Linked DNA regions of Ovis aries: region 1 is linked to region 2. Evidence: chromatin contacts called from public Hi-C data. All regions are on one chromosome and are shown on one strand. Each heading gives the region's core, a stretch centred on a gene start, on an enhancer-like site or on the middle of the called end of the contact. The rest is flanking DNA. Distances are from core to core; before and after follow the strand shown. Region 1 holds the start of RAD52 (RAD52 homolog, DNA repair protein). Region 2 holds the start of LOC121819227.

Region 1 (2,700 bases), core at 71-2,570, 150 kb before region 2:
GTGACCCCATGGATAGGAGCCTACGAGGCTTCTGCGTCCCTGGGATTTTCCAGGCACGAGTACTGGAGTGGGTTGCCATTTCCTTCTCCAGAGGATCTTCCCGACTCAGGGATCGAACCCAGGTCTCCAGCACTGTAGGCAGACGCTTTTACCGTCTGAGCCACCAAGGAAGTCATTCTGCCATAAGGGTGATACCACCTGCATATCTGAGGTTGTTGATGTTTCTCCCGGAAATCTTGATTCCAGCTTGTGATTCATCCAGCCTGGCATTTCACATGATGGACTCTGCATATAAGTTAAATAAGCAGGGTGATAGTATACAGCCTTGAAATACTCCTTTCCTAATTTGATGGAGAAGGAAACGGCAACCCACTCCAGTATTCATGCCTGGAAAATGCCATGGACCGAGGAGCCTGGTAGGCTACAATCCATGGGGTCGCAAAGAGTGGGACACGACTAAGAGACGTGTGTGTGTGTGTGTTTTCCCAATTTGAAACCAGTCCATTGGCCTGGGGACCCAGCGGCAGGGGGGGTGTTTCGGAGGGCCAGTCCCCCTGCAGTCCCTGCCGGGCTCTGACGACCACAGCAGCCTGGATGCACCGGGGGCGCCAAGCAACCCGCGCAGTCCTTGCTGGGCTTGGGGCGCAGAGGTCGGTGCCGCGAGCTCGCAGGGCGCCAGGGGGCAGCAGAGGACACGGCGGCGCAGGGCATGCGGGAGCCGAGCGGCCGGCACGGAGGTTCGGGTCGCACTGCCACCTTGCTTGACGGCTCTCAACAGATGGCTCTGCTCCCATCTGCTGACTTGACTCGCGGTTCCTCTTCCTATGCCCCACAGTGGTCCGGGGAGAGTTCAGTTGGACCTACTCCGTTCCCACAGTCCTCTGCTCAGCCATCCTAAGCAGGATCGGGTTCGGGCCGCCCAGCCTCGGGGCGTTGTCGCCAAGACCTTCTTCCCATGGTCCTCTGCGTGCCCCTCAGGCCTCCTCCTCCGTTGCAGTGTCTCCGAAACCTTCTTCCCAGAGTCCTCTGCGCGGCCGTTCAAGCGCCCTTCTGCGTGTTGAAGCCACCCCCCGCTGTCGCTGTTTCTGCCAGACCTTCTTCCCAGGATCCTCTGCGCGGCAGTGCCTATCGCCTTTCGGCGCGTGGTCTCGCCTTGATTTCCTCAGGTTCCTCTGCGGATCGTGCCTAGGGCCCTTCCGCACGGTCAGACAGCCTCCGCTCGTGTGGTCACGCCCAGACCTTCTTCCCAGAGTCCTCTGCGCTGCCGTGCTTAGTGCCCTTCCGCACGTTCAGGCCTCCTCCGTCCGCGCGGTCTCCCCAGACCTTCTTCCCAGGAGTCTCCAGGCGGCCGTGCCCCAGCGAGTTTCTGCGCGTTCAGTCTGAACAGAGCCCTGTCCGCTCTGCGCGGCTGAGGCGCGTAAGTGGAGTCGCCGCCGGGCGGGAGCTCGCCTCGCGGGTCCCGGCTTAGCGGTCCCGCGCCCAGCGGTGTGTGATAAGCCGTGAGGGCGCCGGGCCGGGCGAGCGAGCGGGCGGCCAGGGCCGGGACCGCGGGGTCAGTGATGCCCGGGGCGGGGACCGAGGGCGGGTCCGCCGACGGGCCCCAGGCGGCAGCGGCTGCGGCCCGGAAGGCGTTGGCGTCTCGGCGGGGTTTGACAGGTCAGCGTGTAGTCAGCCCTTGTGGCGCTTTCAAACAACCGAGCCAGGATCCAAACACGGTGGAATCCCTCGGTCTGAAGAGACCCGCTGCGCGCCTTCGGCGCGTTCGCCGGGCCGGGCCGCAGTCGCCGCTGGTGCGGAGCGTGTGGGTCGCCCAGAGCCCCGCCAGCTCGTTAGCGGACGCGGCTCACCTGGTCCGGCCCGGGTCGGCGCTCCTCGGTCCTCGGCCGCTCGGCGGCGTTTCGTCGAGGGGGAACCTTGCTTTCTTTCTCCGTTAACTGATGGGCGTTTGGGCTTTTGCGCTTTTTGGTCTCCGAGCCCGTTTAAGGTCTGTTCCCCCCGGGGACTCACAGACCGAGGCACAAACCTCTGAAATCTAAATTCTCCCCCATCCTGAAGCTCCGGGCCCGGCTCAGGCGTTTCGGCAGCCTCGGGTCCGGTTGCTTCGGGAAGGTTTGTACAATTTTCTGTTCTCAGTGCGGCACTCCTGGACCCTTGGCGGTCACGGGCAAAGCAGCCTTCGTGTGCGGGGCTCGCTGGAGACGCCGCCAGGCCGGCCGTCCAGTGATGGGCACCAGGTGGGCTGGACATGAGCGGACGGATGATGTAGCAGAGCCGGGGGACGGGGGAGCTCATATCCAAGCAGACCTAGCGCGTCTTCGGTGTTTTGTGTGTTCACGGACCGGTCCCCTAACAGAACCAGTGCTCAGGGCGCCTGGCTGGTGTGCTGGGTGACCCTCGCGCTGTCCCTGCCGAAGTCCGGCAGGCCTCACCTCTGCCTGCTTGTTTCGGACTGTAAACCAGCGGCCTCGTTGTCCTTCAGTGCCAGTTTAAACTTTTTATTCGTGATTCCACTGTTTCTTTAGCACATTTTTTAAAAAATGATTGAAAGATTCTTTAATTCTGTAATTCTTTACAATTTTCCAGTTTCGCTCGCAGGAGATCGTGCACATAAGGTTGTGTAACAACCCTCGTTTTCCAACTACCCCTGCCTTGCCCCTTCCTCCTTCCCTCCCCCGCTGGTACCACCACTGAGCTCACTAG
Region 2 (2,700 bases), core at 80-2,579:
GCGGGACCACGGCAGCCGCGCCGGGCTGAGGCAGCGGCAGAGGGAGGCCGGGCAGCTCCAGCGCCGTAGCGTTGGAGTCGCAGATGACGCTGCGGCGGAAGAAGCGGTGCTCCGTGGTGGTGGTCGCGGCCGCCCCCCGGCTGTCCTTGTCCATGGTATGGCGGCGACGCCGGTACTCCTCCGTCCGGCCGGCTGCGGCATCGGCCGCTGCGGCGCCCAGTTTCTCCCCCACCGAGGAGTCCGAGCTGGAGCCATTCTTGGGGGCAGGCGCCGGCGGCGAGAGGAACAGCGAGCCCGGCGCGCTGCTCTGCTGGTCGGCGGCGCCGCCAGACATTGTGGGAACGGGAGCGAGAGCGAGGCGGGCGGCTCGAGTTCGCGGAAGAAGGGGGCCGGCCCGGGGCGGCGGGACGACGGCCCCTCACTCGGCACTGACTCGGCGGCCCGAGCGGGAGGCGGGCCCGCGGGCCCGGCTGCGGCGGCCGCTGCGGCTCTCGAGGCGCGCTTGTCGGGGGCGGCGGCGGGGCGGAGGCACGGGGGCTGGCGCCTCACGGCCCGCACCCATCGTGCGGCGAGCGGCGGACGGGCGGGCTGGAGCGCCGGGGGCGCGCGGTCATGGGGGCGGCGCGGCGGCCCGCACCGAGTCAAGGAGGCGGCGGCTGGCTCTCCACCGCTGCGGCCCGGGGCGGGCTGGACCCCCGAGCGGCTGCCGCTCGGCGCGGAGGCGGGCGAGGCCGCGCTGGGGCTCGCGGCCAGGCGGGCGGCCGCTCCTCCTCCCCGCCCTGCTGGACGGCCTCAGAGGCCGCCCATTGCCCAACGCGAGGAGCCGAAGCGCAACACGGAGGAGCGGCCCCCGGCCCCGGGCCTCACCGCCCGCCCCGGGCCGGGCGGACCCCTTCCTCTCCGGGCCGGGGCCGGGGGCTGACGGAGGGAGAGCCGGTGGGGGAGGGCCCGAGCCCGGTGCTCCTCCGGGCCGAGGAGGGCCGGGAGAAGTAAGGGCAGTCACCCGGTCGGGCGCCTTCTGTCACGGAGATGAGTGCAGAGAGGCCGCGGAAGAACAGCCGCGTCCGCCGGCGAAACTCCGCGCTAAATGGCGCCGGGAATCTGAAGCCTCCACACAGCCCGCTCGGGCCCCGCCCCCCGCCGCCCGGGGCGCCCCACCCCCACTCCGCTCGCGGGGCTCTCGCGCAGGCTGTCTCGCCCCGAGACCCTCTGGGACTTGTAGTTGACACCTTGAGGAATGAACGGGACAGAGCAGGAAGACGCCTACGACTCCCGTGATGCCCTGCGGTGGCTTAGCCTGAGGCCCCACGGGAGCTGTAGTTCCCTTTGAAACCGCCTCTTCTGGAAAGCGGATGGGAGCGTCACCGCGGGTCGCTAAGCCTTATCCTTTAGTGGGCGCTAGCTAGGAAAAGCATGACTTAGGCATTAATTGTGGAAGAAGGGAAGAGAAAAACAGGAGAAGGACTCAGGAAGAGGGGAGAGGCTCCCACCATGCTGTACTGAGGCGAGAGCGAGCTCTTGGGATTGCCATGGATGGAAAACGAGCTGCTGTTCCTATTTAAATACGGTGTCGCGACCGGAGTGTGGGCGGAGAGCCGGGAGGAGCCGGACCCCTCTGCTCGGGCCACAGACTTTGTGCATAACACTGATTGGCTGGGGGAGGGGGGAAGCTCCCTTCCACGGCACTTAAGGCCGCATCCTGGGCTCCAAGCCCAGGACAGATCCTCTGACTCGCAGAGACCGGCCGCCCCACTGCAGTCAAGGGTCACAGCGAACTCCGCCCGGAAAAAGCGCACAGCGCGCGGGAGGGGGTGGGTTCGAGAAGAAACAAGGTCTACGTATCTTTGCGGCTTTTACCACAAACTTGAAGGTGCTGAGTTGACTTGGATGAAACTTAATCTGCTCCTGTCTCTCTTGGTGCTTAGTGAAAACAGCCTCCCTCTTCCTTTAGAGGTGCCTGAGTGTGCCCGTGTGATCGACACCCCGGCTTTGGACGTGAGGCTTTCTCGAAAGCATCCTCGGGCTCCCTGGACCCCTAGCTCCGCGCAGCCGCCACTCAAGATGGTGCAGGTGATGAGCACCAGGGGGCACCCAACGGAGCAGGAAGCCGGACCCAGACGGCGGTTGAAAGTCTTAAGCCCAACGGTAGGAGCGGGAAGCACAGAAACGTGCGCAACGGCTCCGAGCGCGCGTGCGCTCCGCCGGGGCTCTAGCTCCGGCTCCGGCCCCGCGCCCGCGGCGGACCGGCTGCGGAGCGCACGGGCCGCGCGGCCACACTGGAAGAGTAGCGGTTGGAAGCAGCCGGACGGAAGATTCGTTAGCGCTTCGTTTCCTAGCAAATGCCCAAAGCTAGCTGCATGAGCTCCACTTAAGAGAGAGGGAAGTCTGGCTCTACAATCCAGAGTGATTTATCTGATACGTAAAACAGTTACACTATTTTATTTAATGTTTTTAATCAGAAGCTACCCTTTAGGTATACAAAAAAGTTTGTTTTAAAGCCAGCGGTTGTTAGGTTTCATGAAGCTAGCAGATTATGAACATTTTAAAACAGTTCAGTAGGGGCCACTGAAGTCTTAGTGTTCGCATTCCATTGTTTTAGAGACTATCCCCTCACTTGCTTTGGTAATGGTAAATATCATTACAGTGTATTAAGTGGTTTGTCTTCATTTGTAAACTTGGTGCAAAGGGGAGAAATGCCTC

The links. A called contact is a pair of places that touch in the nucleus more often than the background predicts.
Region 1: a contact with region 2 is called in a Hi-C map of hypothalamus, with 4 times the contacts expected there. The contact joins the promoter of RAD52 here to the promoter of LOC121819227 in region 2. A contact is called at or near these places in 2 of 16 Hi-C or Micro-C datasets (hypothalamus and liver).

The regions. Positions count from the first base shown.
Region 1 is chr3:213,563,207-213,565,906 of ARS-UI_Ramb_v3.0, reverse strand. RAD52 (RAD52 homolog, DNA repair protein) reads left to right here and starts at 1,320. Exons shown (of 10, transcript XM_060413511.1): 1 at 1,320-1,417.
Region 2 is chr3:213,413,053-213,415,752 of ARS-UI_Ramb_v3.0, reverse strand. It overlaps LOC121819227, which reads left to right and starts at 1,329. Exons shown (of 2, transcript XM_042247690.2): 1 at 1,329-1,870; 2 at 1,952-2,700. The coding sequence starts at 1,534. The coding sequence ends at 2,361. WNK1 (WNK lysine deficient protein kinase 1) reads right to left here and starts at 1,103. Exons shown (of 25, transcript XM_060413505.1): 1 at 1-1,103. The coding sequence starts at 334.